2 separate regions of the Mus musculus genome follow, and region 1 is linked to region 2. A link is a contact called in public targeted proximity ligation data. All regions are on one chromosome and are shown on one strand. The core of a region is the stretch at or near the end of the contact, and the rest is flanking DNA. Distances in the headings are between cores, read along the strand shown.

Region 1 (4,413 bases), core at 12-2,511, 440 kb after region 2:
TGTTTTGACTGCATCTGTGGCTTTGCATGACTGGATCCCTTGGATGTAGAGTTACATGATTGTGAGCAGTCGTGTGGGTGCTGGCAATGGAACTCAGGTTCTCTGGAAGAGCAGCTGGTGCTCTTAACCCCTGAGCAGTCTCTCCAGAAAACACTCCCCCTGTTTTTGAGACAGGATCTTATTAGTCCACCTAGACTGTCTTGACTTGTGATCCTGCCGCCTCAGCCTCTGGAGTGCAGGGGTCGTAAGTTTGAGTCCCACACCTAGTTCTCTAATGAATCAACCTAAGTGTTGTGGAGAGACAGTCCCCTCCCCCACCAGGCACCTGAGTCCTCTGGGCTGAGTTGCCCCAGGTGGTACTTTGCAAGGTTCCTTGCCTTTATTAGGCCTCAGTCTTCTCATCTGTAGCACAGGTGACTGCAAATCCACCTCCTATGGGGACTAAGGACCATTTGGCAGATAGCAGTCTAGGAAGGCGGGCAGGCATGGGATCTGTGGGGGTCAGCAAGCCAGGACCTGCCCCAGAACAGAGCCAGACTAGAGCTTCTCTCTGGATTTCTTCAGTAGGGAGTTTGGGTTATCCTTGGGTCTCTGCACAGTCCGTGTGTCCTGGTGTCCATAACAGGCACTGTGGGAAGGGCTCCTGGGTTCTTCTGCATCCTCACCAACTTCTGGACCTGCTGCCCCTGAGGCTCCAAGACAGCTAGAGTCCAGACTCACATAGAATCCTCCAGGCACGTCTGTGCCCTGATAAGCTTGGTTGAGGCCAGAAGGCCAGGGGCTAGAATTTCATCTCTACGCCCCCAGAGATGGTTTGTGTCTTTCCCTTCATTGTTTTTGCCTGTCCATTTGGCCACATGGTGGACAGAATTGTCATTGGATCCTGAGTTGGCGCCTGTCACCATTTTGGGCGGTGGCCCCTGTGCCTTGGCACCTGGGTTCCCACTTTTTTTCCAGGAGCTGTGGCTTGTTTGAAAGCAGAAACTTGCAAGTTTGGCTCAATAAACAGACTTTGGAGAGCGATGATAAGTTTCGCGGGTTTCTGACTCGTCTCTGCACTACTTAAAGGAAACAGGCGCTGGTACAAAGGTAGGCTTGTTTCTGAAATCGGTTCTCCAGTTTCCTCTCCGAGGACAGAACAATGTGATCTTTGTGGCCACACGGGAACCACTTCCCTCTCTGGCCCGCAGGGGAGGGCCTGGGCCATCCCACCTTCTCCCACCTCCGTGGAAATGCGTCAGTGCCAGCTAGCTGGCAGGTCTGACTGACTGTTGCAGGGTTGGCAGTAGTTCTCAGGGTGTGGCACCGAGGCACCACAGCCTGACTGCAGCTCCAGTCCTGGGTCCCTAAGTTCATCCTTGCTGAATTCTTAATCTGCATCGGTCTTGGGGACACAAGGACTCTGATCTCTTCCTGACCTTGAGTGTCAGTGGCTCTTTCCCGATGCTGGGGACAGTACCCAGGGCTTCATATATGTTGAGCAGACATTGCAGTTCCAAGCCTTTGCATCTAGTGCTGGTCCTCAGTGAAAGGGGAGCCCAGGCTCAGGTCACTGTGCAGATGCACCGTATGGTGGCTGCCAGGAAAATCCCGGTGTCCACAGAGTCCACGAAGCCCGGCTGCTCAGCTTAGTTTTTTGCTAAAGATGGGTGAGGGTCCCAGGCCATATGCAGGGTAAACGTGGCACAGCAGGAGCCCTGTGCCGTTCCCAGAAGTTCTGTGTAGTTTGTGCTTGCGCTGCTTTTGATACTTAGACAGTGGTCTGATGAGAACAATTCCTGGGTGTGTGTGCTTCTTACACTAGGTGTGGTTAGTGACGATTTCCTTTGTAAATAAATGCGTCCTCCTTTGGAACACCCAGAAAACAACAGATTAAACAACTGAGGCTTGTGCTGGCCGCTGCCCAGTGGCTGAGATGGAACCACCACAACCCCAGGATGAGAGATGGGGAAACTGAAGCTCAAAGAGGTAGAGAGTGGAAGCCTATTTGCATTGTAAATGGTTTCTTTGAAATTACTTTAAGGGTCTGTGTCTCTTCTACCCCTGCAGGCACCAGGTATGTGCATTGTATATTGACATACATGTAGCCTAAACACCTGCATGTGTGTTCTCACTTTCTGTCCCCTCCTCTTGCCCCTCCCCCTCTTCCTCTCCCTCTCTCCCTCTTTCCAGATCATGAAACTCGCCAAAGGGGCCCCTGGGTTCTGCTCCTTGGTGTCTGAGACACGGTTAACGTATGTGAAACGGACCTGGGGACAGGCTGCAATGTCACAATTATCCTCTTGGGGGAGTTGTCTGATGGGCTGCTCTTCCTATATATGAACCTGAGTGGCTGTCCTGTACCTGGTAGAACAAGCCAGGAGACCTTGAGAGAAAGCTGCCGCTGTCCCAAGGAAGGACTTGCCTCCGTCAGAGTGTCCAAGCACTCAGTCCCCAGGGGCTCCGAGTGCATCTCCGTTTTGGGATTGCTGTCTTACTCTTTGCCGTGGTCGTGGGCCACTTCCGGGAGCCTGGCAGGCTGAGAGCCATGGGACCAAGATGGTGTGTAATCAGAATGCTATATTTTGTCGAAAATAAGAATGTTAGTAATGGGCTGGTTTCTGGCAAGTCAAACTGGGACTCTGAAATACATATTTTTCTCTACTCTGTCCTAAACCTTCTAATTAGTGAAAACGCACATTTGCAGACATAAATCAATGTCACGATTTGTCCTGGGGATCCCTGAGCTGGTAGCATTATGTGGTTGCTAAATTGGGGCTTTGGGAGTGTGCACATGCTTGTTTGTGCATGCACATGTGCACGTGTGTGTCAGAGGGTGAAGGTTCAGGAGAAGCTGAGTTTCCCAGAGAAGTCCTGGAACCTTTCCTTTGGGCCACCTAGCACCACCCCCCCACCTCCCCCCCCCCCCCCCCACACACACATAGACTGTTAAAGTTCTTGAGTGCAGATGTCACCAAGTTAAACTGATTAACAGGGGAAATGACTTTCATGGTAAAGGACTTCCTTTCTGGAAACCTCTACTGCAGAGTGTCAGTAGCTAGGTCCAGCATTCTGCAGAGGCTGTTGGCCTGGTGCCTCCTGTTAGACAGTTGAGACCTTAGTCATGTGAAGACGAGCCAGCTTTGGTAGGTTCCATGAGTTCCTGGGGTTAGGTGCAGGGTCTACTCAGCTGGGGTCATGCAGGTTCAACGTTAGACTGTGAAGTAATGTCCCAGAGCACCCCTGGTGATTTGTCATCTATACTAGGGGAATTACTTGCCAACAGTCCTCTGGTGGCCAGATAAGACAGTCACTGTCCTAGCAGCCCATAGGATGTGAGCAGAGTGCCGTGGTGAGGCACAGGTGAGCCTGTCGCTGGTATACATCAGGGTTTTGGTTTGTGAAAGGAGCAGGAGGTGGGCTGGCTGCTGGAAGAGGATCAAGCCAGACTGGGCATCTCCCCCGTTCTGGATTCCATGTGCCTCTGCCCAGTCTCTCCTGGCTCTTCTCACTCTATTTTATTTCTGACTCCAGGCCAGTGCTTTTCAAAATATGTTTCCTGGTTTAAAACCAAAAAAATAGGACAAAGAATGTCAGTTGAGTGTTTGCCTAATGTGCATGAAGCCCTGGGGTTGATTCCCCAGCGTTGCATAAGCCAGACATGGTGGAAAATGTGTCTAGGATTGGGAGCTGGGCCTAGCTCCTCTGTGTACACAGCGTGGCCTAGGTGAGCTGCTTAGCAATAGGCTGTGGGTGCTCACCTGTGGAAGGGAATGCCTCCCTCATTTGGGCTCAGGTTGTAATTGGCCCACAGCTGGTGCTGGCTCTGCTGTGGGTGTAGGTCTATGGCCCCAATGTTGAGTGGCAGGCTTCAGTTGAGAGCAAGTAGCTCAGACTTCCACCCATGTAATCTGATGGTCACCCTTGAAGATGTCCTTGGTAGGAGTGACCCTCTGTTGTGTGGGAGTGAGGACTATATAGTTCTGGAAGAGGCCCAGGCCACTGTAAAATCCCTCAGAGAGTTGCCAGTCAGACTCTCGACAGCTACCTTGGCAGGCCAGGAGCCTTTTTCTGGTCCTGAGTCTGGCTTGTTGTAGGACATTCAAGGGTGGGTGAACATTGTCCTAGGCCAGCACCTTTGTGCAACAGAGCTACAAGCAGGGGGTATAAGGACAATTGCCTCCTGTCCTCAGCAAAGGCCACACACACCCTGCCTGTTTCAGGTCCTTGGTGGCCTCATGTCAGGCACAGCCTTTCAGTCTGCTGTGGCACAGTAGAGACCCTCTAGCCCATGCCATTCTTTAGTGAAGATTGGGAGGCTCCATCCTCCTTTCCTGCACTCCACGGTGTCCAACCCAGCGGCCTTGTTTTCTCTCTTTACATTTCCCTTTATGTATTTTATGTGTATGAGTGTTTTGTCTGCATGTGTGTCTC
Region 2 (4,214 bases), core at 56-2,555:
CCTGGAGACACGGATCCGGCAGAAGGATGAGGAGGACAAAGCTCGCTTCCGGGGCATCTTTTCCCACTGACAGGGCCCCAGTTCTGCCCTGCCTTGCCATGCCCTGCCCTGCCCTGCCAAGCCCACTGCTGCCACCACCTGTCAATCCCCCACTGTCACTTTGCGCTTCTGTGTATATAAAGGCCTTATTTATCTCTCTGGCTTTGCAGAACTAATCTATCTTGAAGGCTGGTCATCACTGGCTAGGGGCTTGGTAGTCAGTGGGAGGGGTGAGATCAGGTTCTTACCCTAGTTCCCACTGGCTTGTGCTAAGGTCTCTGGGAATTTCTTTCTGGCCAATACCAGCCTAGGGAGCCTCTAGTATTAAGTGGTAGAGAAAGCAGGCGTGGCCCACACAGGCCACTCTATCATCCTTAGGTTCCACAGTTCCTGGCTTTAGAGACAGAAGTTTCCTTAGGGGCAGAGGTGAGGGGAGTTGCAGGCTCAGAAGCCACGTGACTCTCATAAACTCCAACACCGTCTGAGGTTGGGGGCAGGAGAAGGAACAGGCAGACTACCTAGGAAATGCCCTAGGGACTCGCAGCCAGGGCTTGTGAAAGTGAAAGTATAGGAGCTCCAGCCTGGCTGCCTCTATGACCCTGAGTAGGTCCTGGCCCCCTTCAGCACCTCAGTGCCCCAGACAGGAAGGCCCACAGTAGAGTGCAGTTGTTTATTTTTATAGGTTCACACACTGGAAACGCTGCTGGGCCCTAACCCACTCCCTCCTTCCTCCCCTGGGGGCTGGGTCCCCTACCCCCGACAAAGGGAAGTAATACTGTGGTGTAGTCATACAGGGTGTGGGGGCCCCAGATTCCCACAGTCACCAAGGCCCCTTGCGAGTCAATAAATAACCCAGTTGCAGCCAAGGTTCCCTCACTCTTCACTGTCCAACTTGAGGCTGATGCTGCGAGTCTTGCCCCTGGCCAGGGTGGTGGGAGGTGTTCCTGGACCCTCACGGTCCACCTGGCTAGGGCCTCTGGATCGAAGCAGCTGGCTCTGCTTCCGGAGGAAGTCCACAGGGGCAGCCACAGCATAGCTACTCTTGGCCAGAGCGGCTCTCGGAGGTCCTGAGGGAGCATGGGAGTGGGAGCCTGCCTCCAGCTGGCCCAAGTGGGCCACATAGCCATCTGACAGGAACTGTGGGCAGAAGGAGGCAGGGATGAGGGGACGTCCAGCCTCCCCCGAGGCTCCTGCACAGGGTAGATAGACCGGGTGATACTGGCAAGTGGCAGGCTGGCTCAGCCTGATCAGGAAGCCTTCTCCCACTACGTAGTATCCCCTGACTCTGAGCCAGGCACCTTGGCTCCACTCCCAGTTTGCCTCTCTCTAGGCCTGACTCATCCTCGGGCTGGCATCTTGGGGAAATAACAGCATTTAGCATTTAGCAAGCTTAGGCCCAGCCTTGAGCCTTTGACCTACGGTGAATGATCAGACCTTTGTTATAAGCTAATGAGTACAGATAGTGCTAGCATCATTCACTACCCACAGAACAAGCTCAGAAAGGTCAAAGCACCTGCCCGAGGCCATGGTAAGATGATCTGTATCTGAGACCTTGAACAGTCACAGCCTGTGGTCGTTGGAGTCTGTACACAGCAAGTGTAGCCTGTTATCCCTATCCCAGGAGGAATAAGTAGTTCTGGGGCCACAAATGCCTTATATCTGCCCTCTCTTGCAGGAATCAACACACTGGGTGGTCCTTAGCCTTGGCCCTGGAATTCTGTTCCCAGCCTTCCCTTAGGTCTTACCTGACACTGTGCCTGCAGTTTGCGCACAGCACGGCCAACAATGTAGGTCTGGCTCGGAGAGAGCCCCAGTGCTGCATACACTGCCACATCTTTTGGTGACCCATATCCAGCCACGATGTTCAGTTCTACCTGCGTTGAAAAGCCGGTCAGCAGCCCGTAGAGCCATAGAGCCAAGGATGTGGCATGCATCCCCCACAAGTGTTTCAGGGGTATCCCTATTTGTGAAGAGATGGGGGCAAGGTTCTAGTCAACACAGCTCAGGAGAGCGGGCCCACAGAGGCCTCTTTACGTCCAGTTGATGGGAGTGGGGCCACTGTGGTGTGGAATGGGGCGAGGGCAGGTTAGGACCATCCTAAGCCACAGTACCTCTTGCACCAGGCTCTGCAGAAACATGGCTTTCTGCCGCAGCGGGTCGTGGGTGAGGCCATCACAGAAGGAGACAACACCATGGGGGAAGTTGTGTTGCGACAGCCAGGCCACTACACGGTGCTTTTGCATGTCAGGCCGGCCAGTTACATACACAATCAAGTAGCCAGAGTCCTGCCAGTGCCTGTGAGATGGAGGCTTGTCAGCTCCAGTCCACAGGGATGACCAGTCGCTGTGGCCGGTGGGGCTGAGGGTCCTACCTGACCACGTCCACTGCGCCAGCGCGCACCTTGGGGTCGCTGCCCATGATAGAGACACTGGCAGTGAAAGAACCATCGATGCTGAAGACCACAGCTTCTGTGCCTCGGGACACCACAGTCAGACAGCACTCGGCATAGGTGTGGTCTCCCCTATGTTCCATGGAAGCATGGCATGAGTGGATAGGGTGAGGTTGGCAGTGCCCAGCCCCACAGGAGCCCAGATACCTGCTGCTTACCTGACCACCATGCGCACAGGGTAGACACCAATGCCCAGTGCACGTTCTGAGGGCACTGGGAAGGTGAGACGGCCTGAGCTGTTAGTGACCTCTGTGCCAAAGTGGATCCACTTGCCTGACAGTGGCTGTGTCATGACGTAGACATCCACCTGGAAGGGGTGGACAGGGCTATGGAGACAACACTCCTGTGTACCAATTTACAGGCAGGTGAGAGCAGAGGCTGGCCAGGCAGGGAGGAATTTCAAGTTGGATCTACAGATCAGCAGCTGTTAGGGCAGGGTAGGAAACACCAGGAGCATGGACACTGGGTCCTGACCTTCTCTCCAGTGAGCGTGACCACATCCAATGGTCCATACATGAAGCGCCCATTCAGCACCTGGGGACGGCCCTCACATACCACGGTGTCACTCGCTCGGTGGTTGGAAGTGACGTTCTGGTGGGAAAGAGAGGGTGAGCTGGGACTGGAAAGGATGCGTATGTATGGAGAAAGAGTTGGTGTCGGGTTGGATTCAGGACCACTCTGATGGTGGAGCGTGAAGGAAGTAGGTCTGCCATGGGAGACCACGGAGGCTGAACATGCAAACTTCTATGGATCACATGAAGTGCGTAGCTGGGAAGCTTCCTGGCAGTCAGAGCAGACAGGATGCAGAGGGTGTCAGGTGAGGGTGAAAGAGGATCCAGACTGACTGACAGCCAGGGCTCAGAAGTGGGCAGAGGAACCTGAGGTTTCCAGGGGCAGAGCTAAGGCAAGGCAGATATGAGGCCGGAGAACCCTGAGCATGCTGGGGACATACTTGGGCTGGCTCCTGACAGCCAGACACATACCCGGATCTTGACCTGTGTGCGTTTGCGCTGCCACTTCTCCCTGGGGAAGGCGGGGCTATAGATGGATGGCTCCTCACACTCTGTCAGCTGTGGCCGCTCCTTCTCAATGACCTGCTCGGGACACCGGGCGGGAAACAATAGCCCTCTTCCATAGTCCTAGGCTTCCCAGCTTTAGGCCCACATCCCTGGCTTCACTCACCTGGCGCAGAATGAAGGCCACTACATCCGCTGATTCCCAGTAGCTGGCGTGGAAGAGGTGGGGCAGCGTGACCGTGGGGAAGGCCGTGAGTGCCTCGGGGCAGTACAGTGAATAGTCGATCCGCTTGTTTCCCCACCAGCGGTCCAGGACTACACAGCCATGGTGGGCAGTGAGTCAGGGTGGCCTGCTGTCCACTGCCCATATACCTGGTCTCTAGGGGCGGGGGGTGTCTTCCCTCCCTCCTTTCCATCTACCTAGGACAATGTGTGTACTTATGAAGTGATACGCTTCCAGGCAGGCTGACAGTGCAAGGCAGTGCTGGCTGACTTACTCTTAACAACCTCGCTGGTGGTGCTGGGGGCTGCTGTCTGGGATGCTGGCTCATTGCCTAGTTCACTGCCCTTCCAGAAGGCACCACTGGCCGAGGTGGGTGTGGAGGGCACCATCATCTCCAGCTCTTCCAGGAAGAGACTCGAATGGGTTTGCAAAGTGTCAGCTGGAGGAAGAGGACCGACCTAAGCATCAGACTACCCCCATGCCTCTT

The links.
Region 1: a contact with region 2 is called in a targeted proximity ligation map of pancreatic cancer cells. A contact is called at or near these places in 1 of 39 promoter capture datasets (liver) and 1 of 130 datasets of targeted methods (pancreatic cancer cells).

What each region holds. Positions count from the first base shown.
Region 1 is chr19:3,666,074-3,670,486 of GRCm38.p6, reverse strand. All of the region lies in intron 1 of Lrp5 (low density lipoprotein receptor-related protein 5), which reads left to right. Among named protein-coding and RNA genes, the nearest start is that of Gm36672, 18 kb to the left of the region's middle.
Region 2 is chr19:4,110,447-4,114,660 of GRCm38.p6, reverse strand. It overlaps Pitpnm1 (phosphatidylinositol transfer protein, membrane-associated 1), which reads right to left. Exons shown (of 23, transcript NM_008851.4): 15 at 4,002-4,166; 16 at 3,671-3,819; 17 at 3,472-3,582; 18 at 2,963-3,079; 19 at 2,647-2,795; 20 at 2,411-2,560; 21 at 2,151-2,334; 22 at 1,785-1,913; 23 at 696-1,176. The coding sequence ends at 913. Aip (aryl-hydrocarbon receptor-interacting protein) reads left to right here. Exons shown (of 6, transcript NM_001276284.1): 6 at 1-905. The coding sequence ends at 70. Among named protein-coding and RNA genes, the nearest start is that of Aip, 9.0 kb to the left of the region's middle.